Linked DNA regions of Mus musculus: region 1 is linked to region 2. A link is a contact called in public promoter capture Hi-C data. All regions are on one chromosome and are shown on one strand. The core of a region is the stretch at or near the end of the contact, and the rest is flanking DNA. Distances in the headings are between cores, read along the strand shown. Region 1 overlaps Ucma (upper zone of growth plate and cartilage matrix associated). Region 2 overlaps Sephs1 (selenophosphate synthetase 1).

Region 1 (6,658 bases), core at 2,662-5,161, 92 kb before region 2:
GCACCAGCTTGGTGCCAAGCTGTAACAGATGGCCCTGGGAACATTCTAGACATTATCTAGCTGGGTAGTACTGTATTCTAATTCGTGATTAAGTTGGTGACCCAGGAAAATAGAGATAAAGTGTCTCTTCCTCGTGCACTCTCCTCCTAGGAGAAGACAGGTCCAAAGATAGGAGGAGAGACCCTGCTGCCGAGAGGGGAAGAGCACGCCAAGTTTCTGAACAGCCTCAAGTGACTCTCTTCAGACACCGCCCAACCGGCCTTACTCCTGTGGCTCTGAAAAGCAAGAGATTGGCTCTGTGCTGTCCTTTTTCCTGGTTGACTCTGTGAGAAAGAAGTGCTTGATAACCATGGTGCCTACCCGCTTTCCTCCATGTGCTGGCCTGACACCATATTTGACACTCATGTGCATATGGGAAACCGGGGCACTGCGGCTTTTCCTTGAGTCACAGATGCCTGCCCCAGAACTGAAAGGTGACTCAAGAACTTTGCCTCTGTGTCTCCTTCAGGTGTTAACGTGGGCACGAGAGACAAGAGAGCTAACATGGCATGGGTCTCTCCCCACTTCCGTGCTCAGTCCTTATGTGGAACATGAAGCCCAGGCTGCTTGTCTGTAATGTCCCAACCCCCCCTGGTTCTGGTGATGAATAGCGCTGCCTCTGTGTAGTCTGGATCTACTGACACTGGGTACCAGGGTTTCCTTCTGTTGACTGTGATTGCAGCTTTTTCTCTGACGGGAAGTCAGCAAGCCAGTTTGTGACTCAGTTCCTTCGTATGGAGAAAAGTTTCTCTGCCTACAGTGCCATGGGACTCGGATAGAAATGCCTAAGCTCTCCTCACCTTTAGTGTGGGTTTATTTAAAATAAAGTTTGATGCTCCTAATAAAAGCAAATGTACAACTTGAGAGGCTGTGAAACGTGACTCAGAAACCAGCTACACAGACAGAACCCAGGACTCTGGGTAGGCCTACAGGTGTGCTTACTATTGTGTGTGTCACGAAGGCCAAAGCATAGCTAATGACAGTAAATGTGTACTTCTTAGATTAGGCTAGCTGGACAAACTGTTTTCTAACGGTATTTGACCCATGTGAATGCTGGTCCTGTCTAAGGGTAAGATAAATTGGCAGGATCTAAACTCTAGCTAGACTTGGTTTTGTCCAAGACAAGAGGGTAATTCTGTGGAAAGCAGTTCTAGGAAATACACGGTTGAGGCTTTAGAGCCAAAGATTGCATGCCCCAGGTGGCATCCAGCTTTGTCTCTGCTCTGTGTGGGCTGAAGGCGCTAACCATTGTAGTCCCTGTTTCCCTAAGGTCTGGCCACCATTTTTTAGAGGTCTTTGTGCTTACAACAGGGTTTGGGCTTTGGTTTCTAAACTCAATAAAGAAAATAGTAAGGCTCACTGGTGGTTCTCTCCACCCCTCCTCACCCCGAATATTCTGGGAATATTATTAGTAAGAACTAAAGGCTTAGGACTAATCTGGAGAGTGATGTACCTGAAGTCCGCAGCACACATGCAGGGATCAGGAACAGCAGATGGCCGCCGGTGGGAGATGTGTTCTCATCTGCTCAGGGCGTGGCTGGGTCTTTGATGTCTATAAGATGTCCAGGTGCTTACAGAGCTCTGGGGACCTGAGTGTGGGTGCCTTTATTTCTTTAATTTTATTTTTAACTCCTAAATAATTAGAAACACAGTGGAACCCCTTCCCACGCTCACAGATATTATTGGAAGGTTGAATTTGTGTTCATCATGTGTGTGTGTGTCTGTGTGTGTATGGTTTCCCAGAATATTCAGGGGTGAGGAGAGGGGAGAGAACTACCTACCCATGGGCCTTGAAAATATTCATTAATGGAACTAACCTTTTAATCCTGCCTTTTAGTGAATTACCAACTATTAAATAGTTTCATATAAATCCACTACATGTTTATCTTTTTTCTTGACTTACTATCAGAGCCATGTCACGTTATCAGGCACTCAGAACTGGGTAAGCACTCGGCAAGTAGCAGAAACTGGCTGTTCTGAATCTATCTTCAGAATATTTTGTTTGTTTTAGGTTTCTTTCTCTCTCTCTCTTTTTTTTTTTTTCCTATTTAGAAAAAAGTAACTTAAAAAAAAAAAAAAACAAAATCCTGTTTCCAGGCAAGAAAGATAAAGTCTTTTAGATAACAATCTTGAAGGCTGGGTGGTGGTGGTAGTGGTGGTCCACGCCTTTAATCCCAGCACTTGGGAGGCAGCGGCAGGTGGATTTCTTGAGTTCAAGGACAGCCTGGTCTACAAAGTGAGTTCCAGGATTACACAGAGAAACCCTGTCTCGGGGGAAAAAAAAAAAAAAAAAAAAAAAAAAAAAAAAAAAAAAAAAAAAGGCAACCAATCTTGGAGTGGAAAATAGGGAACTCGAAAGCTTTTGTGCCCTCTGGCACACCATCTAGTAAATGTATGGGAATTCCATTTCCCATTTGCTCCAAGGCTTCACCCACACCTGATATTGTCAGTCTTTTTTAATTTATATATGAGTGGGTGTGCGGTGCACACACGTACGAGTAGCCACAGAGGGCCAGAAGAGGGCATCAGATCCTCAGGAGTCGGAGTTACAGGCTATGGTGAGCTGCCCTACGTGGGTGCAGGAACCACACTCACCTAGAAAAGCAGCAAGTGTCTTAACTGTTGAGCCATCTCCCCGGCCTTTTTTTAAGTTTGGCTGTTCAGATCAGTGTATGGTGACATCTCACCGTGGTTTAATTCCTTGTAGCCAGTTCTGTTGAGCATCTTGTCATATGCTATTGACCAGCCAAATGTTTGTACCATTAGGATGAGCTGTAAAATTTCTTTCTATGTTCTGAATACAAATGCTTGCTTTAGCCATGAAGTACTCCAAGGATTGCTGTGTGTGGTCTAGCCTTGGTTCTCAATCTTCCTAATGCTGCAACTCTTTAATAGCCTCACACTGTGGTGACCATCCCCCCCCCAGCCATAAAATTATTTTTGTTGCTACTTTATAATTGTAATTCTGCCACTGTTATGGATCATAATGTAAATACTGAGAGGCAGGCTACCTGATATGCAACCCCTATGAAAGAGCCATCCAACCTTCTCCCTAGTGGGGTCACCACCCAGAGGCTGAGAACCACTGGTCTAGAGATGATGTGCACTGCCCATTTATTGTCATTTAAAAGAGTGAGTTTATTCAATATATATATATATATACACATACATACATATGTATGTATATATATACGTGTGTGTTTTCTTTAACAGTTATAGAACAAGTAGATACAGCTAATGTGCCTGAGGTTGGAGGGTAACTTGGAAGTAGTTGGTTCTCTGCTTCTATCATGTGAGTGTTGGGGATCAAACTCACTTGCATAATCAGGCTTGAGACTGGGCAGTTTTACTCTTTGACTGTCTCATCAACCCAAATTATGACAGTCTCACTAAAGCATTAGAACACTATTGTTTGAAAATTAATTAGAAATTAAACAACCCAACCAAATGGGAAAGCACAGAAGTGTATAGAAAGCACAGGACGACTCATTGTGGGGCTTAGGAAAATCACCAGCCTCTACTCAAAGAGTCAGAGTAAATAAAATCGCCCCAGAGCACACAGCTTCCTGAGTTTGTTTTGGGTGGTGCTGGGAATTGAGCCCAGGACCTTGAACTTGGTGAGCAAGTGCTTTACCAGTCTACCTCCCAGTTGAACCCCACCTCCCTCTATTTGTAAATAAAATATGTGAGACTAGTGAATGGAAATTACTAAGGAATTTTGACGCATTGTTCTCAACCTCTTCAAAATTAGGGCGTAGTGATGAGAAAGAAAGGAAGAGAAAAATCGAGCCCTGAAGCCACACTTGCCAAGGGCAGCCTCAAGTACAGATCGGTCTATTGGTGTTTGCCTGTGACATTTGCTCACTCTGATTGCTGGGTTTGTTACCTTTGGCATCGTTCTCACTAGGAATGACAGTGTTTGGCTCTTAGTGAAGGAATCCTGGGCTGAACTTGAAAACCTAAGTATAATGGACCCCTTGTTAAGGACAGGGGTGAAGGAGGGAAAAGAATTCCTACCCAGATCCTTGAGGCCAGAATTCTCTATCTTGAGCCAGAATGCCAAGTGCAGCTGTTGAAGAGGCAAGGGCAGTTTGTTCAGGTTTGCTTTCTTCACTTCTAAACTAGCTGTTCTCCCAAACCTTGCTTCCCTTTGGATATGTCCTCGTGTAAGCCTTCCTTCCCTCAGACACAACAGGCAGGGGGAATGTGTGGGATGTGGCCTCAGAATGCAACCATCTGTGACCATCTACCTGTGTACTAGCCTGTGCGAGGGGATGCCAACTAGAAGATGGGAATGAAAGTGGGCCACATTGACAGGGTCACCCAGATTAGGACCCTTGCCTCCCTGGAAAGTAGAAAGAGACACCCCTAAGAGAACAACTTTAGGAATTAAAAGTTAAAAAAACAAAACCTTGCTATGCTCCTACTCTGTCTCTGTGGGATGGGACAGGAAGCAGGTGCGATCTGTGTACATGAGTCTCTTAATTAGGAGATCAGAGAAGGACATCTCTGACATTTGCTTTGCCCAAACCTGATTGCTTTCTTTACTCTGGCTCAGGAACTGAGCTGAGATTTTATCTTCCAAACATTGAGATGTCAATCGCACCCTCAGGTAATAAAAGCTACAAAACTTGAGGTACCTGTCAAACTTCTAACTTATAGCTCTTCCGGTGCTAGCATATGCCAGCTTCCAGCTGCATGGCGTGTGCAGAGGGCAATGCAGAACAACAGCTGTTAGCACTCTGTTCCTGTAGCAAATGCCTGTGGACAAGCAGTGTGTAGAGAGAATGGAGTGCTGGTCCTTGGTTTGGAGGTTTCAATCCGTGATTGACTGGCCCTGTGGCTTTGCATGAGGCCTGATGTTGTGGCGGGAATATATGTCACTCATTTCATGGTCATCAACAAGAGAGAGGGGAAAGACATTAAGGTGCCCCCTTGAGACGTTTGTCCCAGAACACCTTCCAGTAGCACAAAATCAAAATCGGATGGCGGGCTTTCACAGTGGGCTCCTGATAGACCACATTCACTTTATGGCAGATGGGCTCCTGAGCAGCCTTTCTGTTGGGCTTCACACAAAATCGACAGGGTAGGAATATGCAAGTTGCACTGGTGGCCTGGTGAGGTCATGGGTGACAGCGAGGTGACACCAGAAATAGTGTATTTTTCAAGGCAGTCTTTCCTCGAGACTCCCTGCAAATGTTTTCAAATCACTGATGTCTCTGGGTTGAAAGTGTAGAAGTTAGGGCCCACATGTCACCACCTTACTGAAGAAGGACTGGGACTGGTGACACTAGACTATCCCATGGCATGTGAGTGCAGCACACCCCCAAAACACCAGTGGTTTCAATATAAAACCACTGAAGGAAGAAAAACTTGAAAGCACAGAAAATTCTCTAAATACCTGCTACCCCACCGGGAAACTGCCTGGTGTGGAGATTGGGGCAGCCTACACCATGTGCACCGTAAAGCTTCCAGTGACGAGGACCACAAAGTCCTCCACGGGAAAGGAGAAGGGAAGAAGAGATGGCTATGTACCCATGGAGCTACAAAGGTAGCCATGGGATCTGGGGGTAGGGTTGGCTTGGCTTTTGTGATGGGGTTTGTGTTCCAAGCGTGATTCTCCCAAGACAAAAGGCTCTGTCTTTCTTTGAAGACAGAGCACCAGGCACTTGGGAGAGGGTGGTCCCTCCAATCTGCCTGTCTACAGTGCTTCTTCTGTATTTAAAGTTAGGGCTGGGGTATAGCTCAGTGGTAGAGCATGTGCTTAGACACATGGACCACACGTGGATACTTGGACACACAGCAGGTCCCTTGGAGTTCTGTGGCAATGATACACAGTGTTGATTCGGCACTTTTATTAATAGGCCATAAGCAAGCTTAAAACCTTTATGCTTCGATCCTGAAAGTGTCTATCAGATGGGTGCTCTGATTCTGTTTCTGGTGGCTAAGCAAGGGGGCAGGTGCTGGGAAGAACCACAGATGGTTGCTCACTCAAAAACAAAACAAAACAAACATCCATAAAGAAGCAAAAGCCACGCATCAGAAGGCATCAGAACAGAGGGTGTCTTTCCTGGAGCTGTTGACCAGGGCGGTGAGGGAGCTTCACCTTGTGGGTCCGTCTGTGGAGAGGTGGCAGGCCTGTCACATGCTTCTCTTCCCCGGTTGCTTTAATGAGGTCAGATGTTTTGGCGGTTGTAGAGGTAGGAAGGATACAGGCCATCATAATGCCACTGGCGCCACTGCTCCACAGCCTCCCGGGTCCTCTCTTCCTGCTCTGAGGCGGGAAAGATAAAAGGCCATTGTGCACATTAGAAGATGCCCAACCCAGCAGGAGTTGATGATCAGCCCCCAGCACCTGCTGAAGGGACATTGAGCTAAGTGTACCTGAGCCATGAGACTTCCAGGGTTGGAGCTGGGCGGGGCTGATAGGCATTTGTATGAAGGTTTCTGTCTTGGAGCAGGCCAGAGGATAAAGGTCATAGGTGGTTGCCAGCAGAACTGAAGCTAACAGCTAGCACCTGAGCGGCCTGCCTCCTTACCAACAATGGAGAAAGGAGCCTTAAGCAGTCATCTGGCTTAAGCAGGTGACTAGACACCAAAGTAACAAGAAACAGCACAA
Region 2 (6,654 bases), core at 2,111-4,610:
GGTTAGTGTTTTTCAGGGGACCTATCATTCTGTCTTCGGCTTATCCCACATTTCTGTAGTAAATATCCTAGCTTGTTGGGTATGTACACCTAACGGGCACACAGCTGCACCCTGCTCTCATCTGGCAGGTGTAATTAACACTGTTTCCAAGGGTTGAGATGTCAGGCAAGAGCCTGCCCGGTATTCACAAAGCCTTGAGTTCTACAAGAACAGAAGAGAATTTCCCATGTCCTTGGTTCCCTTCCCATCTCCTCTACTACGCTGATGGCACTGTTTTTACATTATACCTTTTCTACTTTAACTGACTCCTGCAGGGAAGTGATTTTGATACAAACAGATGTGAAATTTTCAGCTGTCCATGCTGAGGACAGTTTTGGGTGAGCAAATAAAGTTGTCATTAAAAGGACAAAAGGCCTCTGTCTGATTTTGAAAGAAGTTAGCATCATGATGTAAAGGTTCATGGTACACGGAACCACAGACCACTAATTGCTCTATGATGCATGTATCTTCACTTAAGTGTTTTGAACACTGTATAAACAAAACCTGAGGTGCTGAGGTAAGAACTTGCTAACATACGTGAGGCTGAGCTTGGTGCCCATATCACAAAAGCCAATACTTGCCAGTCACTGTTAGACATTAGGACTAACTTGATCTACCCTTAATCCCATTCTTCCCAGCACTCTCAGAAGTAACTCCCACGGGCTGGAGAGACGGCTCAGTGGTGAAGAGCACCGACTGCTCTTCCGAAGGTCCCGAGTTCAAATCCCAGCAACCACATGGTGGCTCACAACCATCTGTAACGAAATCTGATGCCCACTCCTGGAGTAGCTGAGGACAGCTACAGTGTACTTACATATAATAAATAAATAAATCTAAAAAAAAAAAAAAAAAAGAAGTAACACCCACTTTGATATCTGTATCTATCATTCTTTGCCTGTCAAAACCCAGGATCCTCAGACAATAGATTCTAAAACTATATGGCAATGCCTCTAACCTTTATTAAAGAAACAAACATTATGCTATTACACTGCATTTGGAACTTGCTTTTAAAAATTCTGAATATTTGCCAAAAATCAATAATAAAGCAATGATGTGTGAAGCAGAAGTGGAGACAGTGCAGGCCATACTAGACTAGACAGCACCTCTGTAGACTGCCCCCTCAGCAACTTCCCAGACTGCTTCACATCACTGAGAAGGAGGGAAAGTAAGTAAATAATATGGCCATTTCTAAGACTTTATTTCATTTTTCAAGACAGGGTATCTTTGTGTAGCTCTGGCTGTTCCAGAACTTGTTCTATAGACCATGGTGGCCTTGAACTCACAGAGATCCGCCTGCCTCTGCCTCCTGAGTGCCAGAATTAAAGCCATGCATCACTCCTGCCCAGTGAGAATGTTTTATATATTATGTATCTGGGTGTTGTGCCTATAGGTATGTATGTCTATGCATCATATGCATGGAGTGTCCAGAATGGCCAAAAGCAGGCACTGGATCCCCTGGAACTGGGGTTACAGACTTTTGTTAGCCACTACACGGAAGGGAGACGAGAAGCCAGGACCCCTGGCAGTGCAGCCTGTGCTCTCAGCTGCTGAGACCCCTCTCCAGTTCCAAGGGTTCTTACTGGCTACATCAAGTCACGATAAACGGCCAATAAGTGATATAAGTCTTTATCATTTTTCCAACTGTTCAAGACTGGTAAGTTTCAGACGATAGTTGTAGAAATTAGACACGCCATGATACGTGAGGGTAAAATCCTAGTCACTGTGGACTGTTAGGGAGACACGGCAGCGGGTCAGTGCTTAGCAAAAATACCCTCCTGTCTGTCCTCCACTACACATACTACATCTGTATGTCCTTCACTATTAATCAATTTAAAGACAATACGAACATATCACAATAACCCCCAACTCCGGGGGCTGCAGAGATGGCTCAGCGGTTAAGAGCACTGACTCCTCTTCTAGAGGCCCTGAGTTCAATTCCCAACAACCACATGGTGGCTCACACCATCTGTAATGGGATCTGATGCCCTCTTGTGGGGTGTGTGAAGACAGCAACAGTGTAACTTATATACATAAAATAAGTAAATAAAAATTAAACAAACAAAAAACAAACAAAAAAAACCCCCAAACTCCATGACAATTATGTCAACACCTGACCTGATTCCTCAAGCTGGGACTCGCACCCCTTTATATGGCTTAAATTTTCATTTATGAGAATATGGATAATTCACCTAAGGACTTTACTGATAATTTTATAGAGGTAAAATTTAAAGTTTTCATTTCACAAGTGCCCCCCCCCCCCCGCTTCAAACAAAACAAAGCACAAACCACTCTGAAACTAAAGAGCAACTGTGAGAGCTAACTGTCCCACCCACCCCTACTCTCAGCCCAGCCCCAGTCCTGAACTGCTTTTACTTACAATATCCAGCCACTGGTGCACAGCAACTGCAACCTGTGTCCCCAGGGGCTTTGTCAATACCAGCACATCCCCAGGTACTGCATTATCTGGCCTGCAGAAAAGAAAAGAGCACGTTCTGATCACACTAACGGAGGCGGCAACAGTAAAGCAAAAAGGGAATCTTGTTTAAAATAAACGTTTTGCAACAATTCTTCCTTTCCTGTGTGTGTGTGTGTGTGTGTGTGTGTGTGTGTGTGTGTGTGTGTGTGTGAATGCACATGTATGTGGGTTAGGTAGAAGCCAGAAGTCAACATTATCTTTAATATTTTCCAGCTTAGTTTTTGAAATAAGGTCTCTCACTGGGCCCAGGACTTACCATTTTGGCTAGTGAGCTCCAGGGACTTGACTGTGTCTGTCTCCCTGATGGCAATACAGGTGAGCACTGCCAATAACTAGTTTTTAAGTGGCTGCTAGAGACAAAACTCAGGTCCTCATGCTTGCCCCAAATAGATGCAGGATGCTTACTGGGCACGCCATCTGCTACTGGAGTAAAAGGAGCTTCCACTAATGAAAAGATGGCTAAACATGAACAATGTGCTCAGCTTCTCTCTTCTGAGCAAGATTATGGTGCTACTCACTTGTCACCTCAGCTGCCTGGGAGACTAGGGCAGGGAGATCAAAGCCTGCTTGACATGGCAGCCCTAAGGAACAAGTTAAAGGGAGAGATGGGGTGTGTGTGATGTGTAGAGATCTGAGGATGTAGCCAACAGCAGAGCCACTGCCTTCCACACTCAGGTCTGGGGTTCAACTCCCTATTATGGAAAAGCAAGCAAGCAAGCAAAACCACAAAGCAGAAGAGCAGAGATCAGGTCTGTAAACCCAGGCAATCGCCATCCGGGGAATCTGGCCTGCCTGTTCACTGCTGTGGAGTGGAACCTGGCAGAGCCTTTATGACAGGCAGGCTCTCAGCATTACTAACACACCCCACCTGACCTAGGGATTCTTAGAACTAGTCCCAATGACCTGCTCCAAGGTTATGCCTGGAACATTAGTTACAGCATCAAAATAACCAAACATAATTGAAACAGCAATAGCAAATACACAAAACTAACAGGAGGAGAGTCTGGCAGGAAACTTGAGCCTCTACACAGATCATGACCACTGCACTGTAGATTCTTTTTACATCTTTTACATTCTGACTCAGGTCAACATACTACCTGCCAGTTACTAATTAAGAACTGAAGTGAGGGTCAGTCGATGGCTTAGTGGGTGCTTGCCACCAATTCTCTGGACCTGGTTGCCATCAACTCTCAGAACCTGGGCTCAATTTCTTTCCTAGGACTCCCCAGGAGAGAAGAACCAGGTCCTTCAAGTGGTTTCCCACCACAGAAATCAATCAATCAATCAATCTAAACCAAATAAATGAAGGACAGGGTGCCTCTCTGAACATCAAACATGGAACGTGACAATCTATGTTGAAATCCATCTCTAAAGGATACAGAGAAATGTTTTTTCACCCCAAACAAAGCTTTAAGACTAGATGCTTGCCACCACTACTCATTAAAGAAACGCAAGTCAAAGCCACATGGGATGGCACCTGTGTAGGCAGGTACCACTACACTGGTTCTGAGCAGAAGGAGAATGGCATCATAAAACAACTTCTAGGGCTGGTGAGATGGCTCAGTGGGTAAGAGCACCCGACTGCTCTTCCGAAGGTCCAGAGTTCAAATCCCAGCAACCACATGGTGGCTCACAGCCATCCGCAACAAGATCTGACTCCCTCTTCTGGAGTGTCTGAAGACAGCTACAGTGTACTTACATATATTAATAAAATAAATCTTTAAAAAAAACAAAAAACAACTTCTAGAGGGGATGTGGAGAACTTGGGTCTGTACACACACAAAAGAGCAAAACAAAACTGCACTTGAAGGGGGTTTATAGTAATAGGAGAAGACAACTCAAAAGTCCACCAGTCAACAGACAAACTTGAGGTATATACAGACAATAGCTTACTAGGCCATAACAAAGTACTGTGGTGGTGGTGGTGGCATACACCTTTGAACCCAGAACATGGGAGCTGGAGGCAGATTGTGTGAGTTCAAATACAGAAAAAAGTTCCAGGACAGCCAGGACTACATAGAGAAACTCACTCTTTTTTTTTTTTTTTTAAAGATTTATTTATTTATTTATTTATTATATGTAAGTACACTGTAGCTGTCTTCAGACACACCAGAAGAGGGAGTCAGATCTTGTTACGGATGGTTGTAAGCCACCATGTGGTTGCTGGGATTTGAACTCAGGACCTTTGGAAGAGCAGTCGGGTGCTCTTACCTGCTGAGCCATCTCACCAGCCCGAGAAACTCACTCTTAAAAAACAAAACAAAGAGGGCTGGAGTGATGGCTCAGCAGGTAAGAGCACTGACTGCTCTTCCAGAGGTTCTGAGTTCAATTCCCAGCAACCACATGGTGGCTCACAACCATCTGTAATGGATCTGATGCCCTCTTGTGGTGTGTCTGAAGAAAGCTACAGTGTACTCATATACATAAAATAAGCAAATCTTTAAAAAAACAAAACAGAACAAAAAAGTAAAAAAAAAAAAAAAAAAAAAAAGCACTATGGATTTGTGCTACAACTTGATGATATGAGAGCAAGTAAAGCCAGGTACAAAGTGTCCTACAGAGCACGGTTCCATTTATCACAGTGCTCAGAGCAGGCTGCCCTTACAAAGAACACTGCGGGAAGGGCAAACTAGAAATGTCTGCAAATAAGGACAGGCGTGGGTAAGGGAAGCCAACGTTCTGGGTGCTGACGGGATGATGCTCATTCAAGCCTGCACTCACAAAACCACTGTAGACTTAAAACGCTGACACAGAGGTAGAGCTTACGGTGCAGTACCCGCTTAGCAGACACAACAAGCTGTGTTCAAGGCCAGGTACAAGAAACCAAACAAATCAGAAAAGCTGTGGAGGCAGCCTTCCCACAACTCTTGGACTGAGCAGGTGAGGCAGGAGGATGCGTTTGAGGTCAGCATGAGACACAAAGTGATACCTTGTTTCAAAAACCAAACCAGAAAACGGACACATGAAATGCTGAATACCATGTTACATGTCTTTGTCACCTGAAATTTACAAAGTCTAAATTTGCTCAGGAATAGGATCAAAGTACTGACAAATGCTACAACGTGCATGAAAATAAAAACACTATGCCAATACAGGACGTGAAACCAACCAAGATGTATCTGAAGGATGAGCAAGTGATAACCCCAGTGGGAGTTTCCACTCAGGGTGATCAAAGTGCTGAAGGGATCCTGGTGAGTCTATGCTCTGGAAAGGCCCAAACCCACTGAACTGCATACTCTCAATGGGTGACTTGTACAGCAACTGAATGACACCTTAATATACCTTATTTTTAGAGAGGATGAGAGAAAAACAGGTTCCGACATGAACAAAAGCCAACTTACATGATAAATTCATTGGGCTGGCAGACCGTTGTGGCGACTCCTCCCAGAACAATCCAGGGGTTTAATACCGTTTGGCCGCCTGTTACAGAGGTTCCCGCTTCCTCTGCCGCATCTTTAAAACCCTGTATAATTAGCGGTATCACTTTATCCCTCTCCTAGGGTTTAAAAGGACAGAGATGAAAAGTCATGAATTCTGTTCAAACCCCAGAAAGGATGGCTCTACATTTGCAGTTATAAAGAGATAAAACCCTCTAGAGAGCAGAAGCTGACAGACAGGGTAGAGTGCAATAAAGCAGGGACATGTTTCCTGATGCAAGCATGCTGGCAAGTGTATTCTGGGTTACAAAGTGAACAATGAAGCCCAGCTTCTTTTCTTCTTTCTTTCTTCCTTCTTTCCTTTCCTTCTTTCCTTTCTTCCTTCCTTTCTTTTTCTTTTCTTTTTTTTTTTGAGACAGGGTTTCTCTGAATAGCCCTGGCTGTCCTGGAACTCACTATGAATACCAGGCTGGCTTCGAACTCAGAAATCCGTCTGCCTCTGCCTCCCAAGTGCTAGGATTAAAGGCATGTGCTACCACTGCCCTGCGAAGCCCAGTTTCTTAACTGGTAGGGGTTATAATGTGCCATTTGCCCACAGGCCTGGCCCAGACATGGGTGACTATTAGAGGCCAACTCTTGGCTGGTCCTGAAGGACACCAGACAAGCTAACCATACAAACACAGCCCTGTTTTCAAAAAGAATTTTGTTTGCCAAGAAGTGGGAAGACTCGCTGAGAGATTCGATGTAACCCATCCTCAGAGA

What was found. Promoter capture Hi-C pulls out the DNA fragments that hold promoters and counts their contacts.
Region 1: a promoter capture Hi-C map of liver shows a contact between it and region 2, with 2.4 times the contacts expected there. The contact joins two enhancer-like sites. A contact is called at or near these places in 7 of 39 promoter capture datasets (the HPC-7 cell line, HPC-7-derived erythroid cells, embryonic stem cells and 2 more), 21 of 484 Hi-C or Micro-C datasets (the CH12 cell line, ECoMG myeloid progenitors, the G1E-ER4 cell line and 11 more), 7 of 115 datasets of contacts at active chromatin or transcription factors (embryonic stem cells, extraembryonic endoderm stem cells, hepatocytes and 3 more) and 3 of 9 other capture datasets (adipose tissue, liver and pancreatic islet).

The regions. Positions count from the first base shown.
Region 1 is chr2:4,984,969-4,991,626 of GRCm38.p6, reverse strand. Ucma (upper zone of growth plate and cartilage matrix associated) reads right to left here. Exons shown (of 5, transcript NM_001113558.2): 5 at 5,879-6,313. The coding sequence ends at 6,216. Mcm10 (minichromosome maintenance 10 replication initiation factor) reads left to right here. Exons shown (of 20, transcript NM_027290.3): 20 at 151-903. The coding sequence ends at 234. Among named protein-coding and RNA genes, the nearest start is that of Ucma, 12 kb to the right of the region's middle. Within about 2 kb of position 3,911, at least 15 of the 459 cell types and tissues checked have an H3K27ac peak or open chromatin away from gene starts, as enhancers often do. A contact at or near this core is called in hepatocytes and liver, where this site is marked.
Region 2 is chr2:4,892,542-4,899,195 of GRCm38.p6, reverse strand. Sephs1 (selenophosphate synthetase 1) reads right to left here. Exons shown (of 9, transcript NM_175400.6): 5 at 5,857-6,011; 6 at 2,417-2,507. Among named protein-coding and RNA genes, the nearest start is that of Sephs1, 14 kb to the right of the region's middle. Within about 2 kb of position 3,360, at least 4 of the 459 cell types and tissues checked have an H3K27ac peak or open chromatin away from gene starts, as enhancers often do. A contact at or near this core is called in hepatocytes and liver, where this site is marked.